2 separate regions of the Zea mays genome follow, and region 1 is linked to region 2. A link is a contact called in public Hi-C data. All regions are on one chromosome and are shown on one strand. The core of a region is the stretch at or near the end of the contact, and the rest is flanking DNA. Distances in the headings are between cores, read along the strand shown.

What was found. Hi-C and Micro-C count contacts between places; a contact is called where the count stands out from the background.
Region 1: a Hi-C map of ear shows a contact between it and region 2, with 5 times the contacts expected there. The contact joins the promoter of LOC100281436 here to the promoter of LOC100273140 in region 2. A contact is called at or near these places in 2 of 25 Hi-C or Micro-C datasets (ear and tassel).

The regions. Positions count from the first base shown.
Region 1 is chr5:63,846,200-63,850,485 of Zm-B73-REFERENCE-NAM-5.0, reverse strand. LOC100281436 reads right to left here and starts at 2,745. Exons shown (of 7, transcript NM_001368012.1): 1 at 2,345-2,745; 2 at 1,575-2,201; 3 at 1,314-1,449; 4 at 1,123-1,208; 5 at 858-1,030; 6 at 688-759; 7 at 124-569. The coding sequence starts at 2,661. The coding sequence ends at 349.
Region 2 is chr5:63,512,744-63,517,256 of Zm-B73-REFERENCE-NAM-5.0, reverse strand. LOC100273140 reads right to left here and starts at 2,332. Exons shown (of 3, transcript NM_001147587.1): 1 at 2,270-2,332; 2 at 1,311-2,183. The coding sequence starts at 2,143. The coding sequence ends at 1,313.

The sequences.
Region 1 (4,286 bases), core at 1,496-3,995, 330 kb before region 2:
GGCACGACGTCGGCGAACACGACGGCCTGCCCATCGTCGGCGGTGACCCGGAACTAGAGCCCATGCTCGTTGAGGTACGGCAGCGACTGCCAGTTGCCAGTTGGCAAAATATCGGCAACAAGATAAAAAAATAGCTTTTATTGGTATATTCCTCGTTCGTAGAATTCCAGAATTCAGAAATGGCTTCCATCAGCCACTGAGTAACATCGTATCACCCACATCGATCAGCAAAATTTTTATCCTATCCCATTAGCCTACAACGAATGATTTTCTATGCATCTGAACTCTGAACCGAAACGGGAGCAGTATCTATGTCTGTACACGAAAACGATCCAGTCACCGGCGGTGTCAGACAAGCGCTGCGGCCAGCAGCAGGTAGAGGCATCCCAGTCCCAGCGCGGCGGCGGCGTTGCGCGAGCCGGCAGACCTCGGCAGGGGCGCCGCGCCGGGGTACCCGCTGCCGCTGCCGTCGTTCTGCCGCGGCGTGATCTTGGTCGGCCCCGCCGCCGGGGCCGAGCTCGGGCCCGGGCTCCCGTCCGGCGCGTCCGCCACCCTCGCGTTCCTGTAGCCTGCAAGCGGCGGCGAGAGGAGCTTGGTGTCAGTTTAGGTGGCGTCTTGCTCTCTCTACAAGAATTCGTCGCGACATTAAAAGAGAAATCATAGGCGAGAGGTGCGCGATGATCTTACAGTCGAACTTCTCCCAGCCCAGGACGGACCTCTCCCTGTCGAAGACGACCTTGAGCCCGGTCATGAAGTTCTCTGCAATCGCAAGCACACGAACAAGGAAACGCGTCAGGTCGACAGGACACTGTCAGTGTCGTCGTCGTCGGTCGAACCCAACGGAGCTGGCGGCTTACGGCCGATGATGTCGATGCCGATGGCCATGTCGTTCCTCATGATCGCCAGGCAGTAGCCGACGGCACGGCCGGTCGTGTCGCCGACGGGGATGAACGGCTGGGTGACCGGGAACAGGGCTCCCCCTTTGGCCGTCAGGCTCACGTCCGGCATCGCCACCTCTGTCTGGTTAGGGCTGCTTGCAGCTCACAGCAACCGCGTACGTCAGACGTGATGATGAATGAAACAATCACACACAGTAATATTTGCTTGCTTGTTTGTTTATACCTGAGTCTGTAGCAGTACTCGAAGGGAAAAGGATCTGCAGAGCCACTGCTGAAATTCACTCTCCTCTCGCTGACCTGGGAGTTGAACTGCACGCAGTAGTGGAAGCAGGGCAGCAGGCACATGAGGAACTCGAGGAAAGGAAACCCAAACACACACATGCCTTCGATGAGGGAAGAAGCGAAGCGACTCACTTTGGTGGCGAGCTGCGTGTACTCCGGGTCGCTGAGGTACGTGAAGGACGTGCCGGAGTCCATGACGGCGGCGAACTCCGCTGCCACCGACTCGCTGCCGACGCCGATGGACGTGAAGCTAACGTTGTACGTCGGGCTGCACAAGCACAAACGCACGGCAGGGGGATCAGTCGCTCGTCGCCGTCGACGGTGGGTTGTAGCAAGCAAGCAAGCGACAAGAACCGCGCGATGGAACGTGGCACAGAGGGCGGCGTGACGTACTTCAAGCTCCGGACGGTGAACGGCGTCTCGGCCTGGCCGCGGCTGCCGGCGTCGCCGAAGTTGACGCGGCCGACGCCGTCGTCGCCGAAGCACATGGAGAAGCTGTCGGACGCGACGAGGCCGCTGGCGGCGAGCGCGCTGGGCACGGACACCTTGCCCATGCCGAGCCCCATGAGGCCGTCGACGGCGCCGCCGCCGCCGTCCAGGAACGCGCCCGTCTGCACCTGCCCGCACCCGAACACGACGGGCGCCTGCAGGGCCTCCCCGGCGGCGCCGGGGCCCGGGCGCTCCCGTGTGAGGTGGAGCACGTCCTGCACCAGCACCCCGGAGGAGGACGTGTTGGCGGACACGTACTGGACCTCGTACGGGCAGCTGCCGTTGGTCGCGGCGGAGCATCCGTTCCGCTGCCCGCACAGCGGGTTGTCGCACGCCACCTGCTTGCTCGTCGACGACCGCCGCGGGCTGTAGGGGCGCAGCGACGGCGCGTCCTGCCCCGTCCCGTTGGCGCTGGGGATGGTCGCGCACTGCCTGCAGTCGCACGGCACCCAGAAGAGGTCGCTGCCGGTGTCCAGCGCCACCAGGAACGTCGCGTTCGGCGTGCCCAGCTCCACCTCCGCGTAGTACAGCCTGCGATTGCAAAAAAAAAAAAAAAAACGAGGTGGGTTGGAGTGGAGCTACGAGCTTTGTTACTTAATTCGTCGATCGTCTTGGTTCGGGGGGATCAAAATTTGCAAGGAGGTGATAGGATGTGGGAAGGCGGAGGAACGCACGTTCCGGATTGGTAGGTGTCGTTGCCGGCGGCGAAGGTGAGGAGCCCGTCGTCGGCGCCGCCAGCGAGGGCGCGGCGGGCGCGGTCGTGGCGGGACAGCGCGGAGTAGTACTCCGGCGTGCCTCGAGCCGGCCACTGGTCCGCGGCGAGAGGGCCGCCCCGGGCCTCCGCCCACCGCCGGACCACCGGGGAGAACCGGTGGTGGAGGTCGAACCCGAAGCTGGACGCGTCCGCGGCGGCGATAAGCGACGCCACGACGACGACGGCCATGGCCAGGAGGAGGCCCGTGCGGCGGTGGCTGGAGCGAGCGTGAGCCATGACGTGGTGGCGTGGAGCACCGAGATCGAGCACGGGGAGGCGTGCAGTGCAGGGGCGGCAAGAAAGGTGGGGCGGGCCGAGGTGGTGGTGGCGAGGTTGGTGGGTTTGGAGCGGACGTGACATGTTTTCATGGCGGGAGGCCGGGGTAGGGGAGGAGGAGGACCGGCGGTCGCTAGTCAAAGTCCCCGGTGCCCGTTGTCAGCGTTGCGGAACGCGGAGCGAGAAAACGAGGGCCAAGTCCGGAGTGGCCTGGCCGCCGTGTGGAAGAAGACGGAAAAGGAGGTGGACGTGGCAAGGAATGAAGCCGGAGGTCGGTCGTTTCCGCGTAGGACTCCGTCGTTTTCAAGTACTCGTTGCAGCAGCCAGCAGCCATGCTTTTTTTTCTTTTCGTTTTGACTTTTTCTTCGTGGCGATGAATGATGAAGAGTGCTGGCTGCCATTGGTCTCGGTTTATATATATAGTTGGGCCCGGGCACCATGGGCCATGGCGAGGCCAGGTGGAGCCCTTGTGCGTAACAGATCGTGCTGCCTCGGCCTCTGTCTGCTGAAGGGCCGCGCGCGAAACAGCACTCGCCAGGCCGACAACACTATCTCGCCCATGTCAATATGTCATGTTGGTTCCTGAAGATAAATACTGCAAAGCATACGCATAGCTTGGCAAGGCTCGCGGCTCGCCCAATGCATCCTTGCCAACGTCACATGGTTTGCTCCACAGTTTGTCACACATATGTTTAGATAAATGGTTAGACTAGGTAAACGTCCCTGCGTTGCTACAAAGTGAACATATTATAATAAAATATATTAAAATTCAAAAAAAAAACTAATTACCATTTTGTGTTCTTGTTAGCATCTTTTAAAAATTAAGAATTTTTATAAACCTTAAAAGCCTTACACATCGAATGAATCTATCATGTGGAGTAAAATGTAATGCACCTTGGTGAAGGATTATAATTTCAAAGCCACTCCTCTGTCAGTTTCACAGTTAGACAGTGTAGATTATTGGGGAAAGATTATGCTGCTAACTTGCCAAACTCAGCACTCTAAACAATTAAGGTTGATGAGCACATGGGTGGGCGTCATTGCGGTGGCGACGAGCACAAGCCACATGCAAATCGTGGTCGGACGCCAATTGACCTTCGCCGCCATGCTCCTCCATAATCATGATTGGTTGTACCTTTGCAGAGCACGAGGGACCCCTTATGTTCTCAGTAATGTATATATATATATATATATATAATATAAAATATTCGACAAAATATTAGTGAGCAATGATTACATAAAAACGAACGCCACATATATTATCAACCTCAATATTTCATAAATTCTTTGTCAACAACCAATATAAAACTAAATTGATACAAATCAAATTATACTACAATGCAAATCATTCTGTTCAATTTGGCAAAACAGATCGAGTTTGACCCATTATTTCGTTAGTGGTCCTTCTCCAATAGCTTACTCAGCAACAGACATATCCTTAGATGTTGCGCACAAAAGAACTCAGTTACTTAGCTTGCCATTTCAAAAACTTGCCAGGCTCTTGCAGGCATTTCATCGAACTACCCTAATAGAACCTATAATCAACTCACTTGCAGTATATATAGAATTAGCAGGACTAAACACAT
Region 2 (4,513 bases), core at 1,083-3,582:
ACCAAAAAATGGCTCCGTCACAGCTCACATCTGGATTGTCAAGGGGAAAAATCCAATGTACTTCAGAATTGCTCAATTGACCAAACATGAAACAACTAAATGTGGCTCTCCCTGACTATAAATCTAACTAACCCATAAACTGAATGCATTGACCTCTTTCAAAGCATGGAACTGCAGGCGAGGTGCACTGCAGGCGTTGGTAGCATGTAGGAATTTTTTTTTACTTCCTGCTTTTGCTCAACTACCGGCAGCAGCTACATATGGGAGTATAGGACTATGTCGAAAACAAGTGCTACTCTATTAGGTCAAAACAGTACCATGGCTTGAGCCTTGAATACTAACAGCTGAAACCCAGGCTAAGTTATTTCCATGTTTAAAATAGTTTTGGTGCTTGAAACTAATAAATGTATACAAAAGCACGATAAAATGAATAATGCTGTTTTTTTCAAGCAGACATAGATGACCTAGGAGGTCTGAAAAGGTAGAAATCATCCAATTGAAAATAAAACTCTAGCTATGGATTTGAAAAAATCAGAATCGCCAGGAATCTCATCTTCAGTAATGATAAGGTGCTAAAGGGGACAAACCCAGTGTCGGAGGCTCCCACATGAGTGAGGTCTAGGGAAGGGATAAACCGAGGCAAGCCTCCCTGCTTAGAACCCGCGACCTGGTGACTCAGTAAGACAAATCCCGTGCATCAGGCCTGCCCTTCCATGATAAGATGCCGATTCACTAAAAATACATTCAATCAGGCCACAACAAATTGAATAGGCCACAGCAAAATGAATAAACAACAACATACACCATGATTACACAATAATCATGATAAATAGACTTAAGAAGGCTAATAAGAATTTTTCTCAAATCTCAGAGAATAAACAGCCAGTTGATTCATACAGAGCATCTTAGTTTCTGGTGTGTCAACAAGACTAGCAATGCCTTTAAAAGGGGCACAAGACATCCGGCTGAAAATAGACAAGAGCAAGTCTAGCTCTGGATTGACAGGATGGGACAGAAGCAAATCTGATCTTCATCGTTGACAATTAGATGGCAATTCACTCAAAATTGCATTCAGCCAGACAGAAGGAAACCAATGGAACCACAAAACAATGGCTCGGCGACAAGAGAGCCGAGTTATATTCTTCTTCAGTTATATAATCCTACACATAACAGAAGGCTACTGAGCGATATATACAATCACGAGCTTAAATGCATTTACGGATTGCTAACAAAACAATGACTGAAACTAATACATCTAGCCACTAGACAGAAGTTCTTAAAAGCATAGCAGGGAAACGAAAGTTATGTACCGTCACTTGTTTTGAACATTTGGCAAGCAGGCAGCAGGTACTGCATCCATCCCCCCGCAGACAGGTAGCTTAGTGGACGCAGACCTGGTGCTTCCAACGCATTGGATACTCGAGACATCGCAGGCACCTTGTCCCAACACCTGGCCGCTAACAGCGCCCTGCATTCCAGGGCTGCAGTACATCTGATCGTTGCATCTGAAATCACAGGAACTGGTAACCTGGGCAGCAGCCCCGGCAAGGAACCCTCCCTGGTCAACACCGGACACGAGGTCGACGTTCTTGGCCGCTGGCGGCGGCCTCTGGTACGGAAACGCGCCAATCTCCCCCTCGATCCTGCCCCTGATGTCGACGAGCAGGCATCGGAGCCTGGCCACCTCCGCCTCGAGCGCGGCGTGGCTCTGGAGCTTCTTCACGAGCTGCTGGTTGAGCGCCCTGAGATGGACCACCTCCTCCTCCAGCGACGCGGTGTGGGCCTTCTTCTTCTCCCGGTACTTCCTGACGGCGGCGCGGTTCCCCGAGGGGCGCTTCTTGGAGGCGGCGTTGCTGCCGTTGCCGCCGCTGCCGTTGGTGTTGTTCTCGGACGGCGAGTCGGCAGTGTCGTCGCCGGGCGAGGCCGCGACGATCTTGGTGTGGACGTGGACGCAGGTGTGGGTGTGCGATAGGTCGTGCACCGGCGGGTTGCAGGTGTGGGTGTGCGTGCAGGCGTGGTGCTCCGTGTCCTTGAGGATCTCGTCGAAGTAGCTGTCCATGGAGCAGCTGCTGGGCGGGTCAGTGCCGAGCGCCGGGCACAGGTACGTGTCCGGGTTGGAGAAGTCCAGGTCCCCGTCGTCCATTGCTGCTGTGGGCGGCCAAGCAAGGACACGATCCGTCCACCTGGGAACGTGGAAAAAATCGGATTCAACCGGAGACAAAACGAACGAGCGAATCCATCGAACCGAGGATAGGGAAAGGTTCCTTACCTGCCACCAGCACCGGAAGAAGATCAATCGAAGCCCGTGGGCGACGAACGCGAGACGGGGAAGAGGGGACGATGCCGGGAGCGGACGGAGACGAAGGGAAAGGGGGAGGGTGGATGAATCTGGACGGGGACGTGTTGGGCCTTGTGTGCGCGGAGGGGAATCTCTGGGGCCCATCACCATACCCATGGACATGGAGCCCAGACGAATGGGTGGTGGTGGTCTGGTGGACCGTGGCCGTGGGGGGCCAGCAGACGCGGGTGGGCTGGTCGTCGTCTACGCGGTCATCGCGATTGTATATGCGGATTACTGGTTTAGGACATGATTAAATACACTAGAGTTAGTTGTTAAAAACTTACTGATAAAATTAGCTAGCTAAAAACTAACTATTAACTAATTAACTAAAAAGTACTGCATTTATTCTCAAATATTCGTCATCCGCTATTTATTTTTAACTAAACCGCGATAAATAAAAAATGAAGTGAGTAGTTAGTAGCTGAAATTTTAACTAAACCGCGATAAATAAAAAAAGGAGTGAGTAGTTAATAGATGAACTATTAATTATACTAGTCGGTTGCCAGTGCGTTGCGACGGTTACAACAATACCCACGTAAACTATTCACTTAAAAAATTCAAGATTTTTTATCAATTGTCTCCACTCTCAGTATAATATTTTTTGATTTGGCTAACTGATGTTATTATTTACTCCATGCAATATGTATTGGTACAACACGACCAATGAAGTGAGCAATTAGAAAAGAGTTCACAACGACTGACTGAACGAACAGAGATTATAAAATGACATAATTCCACCATACATAGACTAAATAAGAGAAAATTTGTGAGCTCAAGTTTCTAAAATAAGTCACATGAACTCAAACTTATAAAAAAGATAGATCAAAATATGGAGTGATTTCTAAAGTCAGGCATCAATAAAAACTGGATGTGCTCCATATAAATTATGATACTTTGTAGCAATTACTAACGTTTAAACCCAATAAATAACCTTTATTTTTACTGTTAGTGTGACAAATCATTGTTGCTCCATCCAATTCAGCCTCAAACATCATGGAGTCCATTACGCCAATGTGGTCTCAAAAACGACCTAATGCTTGCAAGAGCTAAGAACGTCGTGTCGTGCTTGGGCTGTAGCCTCGGCCCGTAGTGCTGGCCCCACCCGACACGATTATATTTTTTTACAAAAAAACATATATACATATATACAATTTATATTAAATATTAAAAATATCTGAGCATTATGTTCCACTGGTTAGACAGCTTCACCCAGTGTCTCCGGTTCTTCTTCCATCGGGGTATGGGTTCAAACCTCACCTCTTGCATAGTTTTTTTAACATTTTACACCGATTTAATCAAATGGGCTGGCCCGGCACAGTCAGCAGGTCGGCATGACGTGCCTGGGCCAGAGTTGTGGCCCTCGGGCGTCTGGCCCGTGCCGGGCCGCCGTTTTGTCATCTATAGACATGCAACGGATTAATTTGAAATATCCGTGAGGGGTTATTTGTAAAAGATGACGCGGGAGGACCATTGAAACTGATGCTTTAAGTATAATAAATATAGATATAGATTATTTGTATGTATGTAGCTAATTTTAGCAGCTAACTATTAGTTCTAGTGCTTTTAAATATGACTTGAGATATCCAAAGTAGATTACTTGATTGCGTAAAATAAAGATTTTACACTGTAGATGATACTGTTTGTATAGTGAAGTTTAAAATATAAGTTAAAATAGAAGATGTGACTGATGCAGACAGTCTTAAGGCTTAGGGTGTAAAAGTAGCACTGGTCTAGTGGGCCTAGGGAATTTTAGTGTTTTTATACATTTTAAAATGGTTATTGACTCCTAATTTATATTTATTCAAAACGCTAGATTTTTCTAAAACACTTTTTTGTTTTCTTGAAATCTTTTTAAAAAATCAAAATTACTAACTAAAAACAACTCCAACAATATCTTAAATCAGTATCTTATTTTAAATATAGGGCTCAACTTTTAAAAACAGCTTTAGCTGTGATCTATTTTACCATTTTTATATAAAAAATATATGATACACCTCAAATGACCTAAATATACTACACCACAAACTAACGTCATATACTTGTTTTCAACATCGTTCGCAACATTTTCTTTTCTAACAATCTAATTTACTCCTAAAATATATGATTTAGGGTTTAAAGGTTGGAGCTCAATCTATTTTTAGTACCCTAAACATTTTAAATAGTGTAGTATTT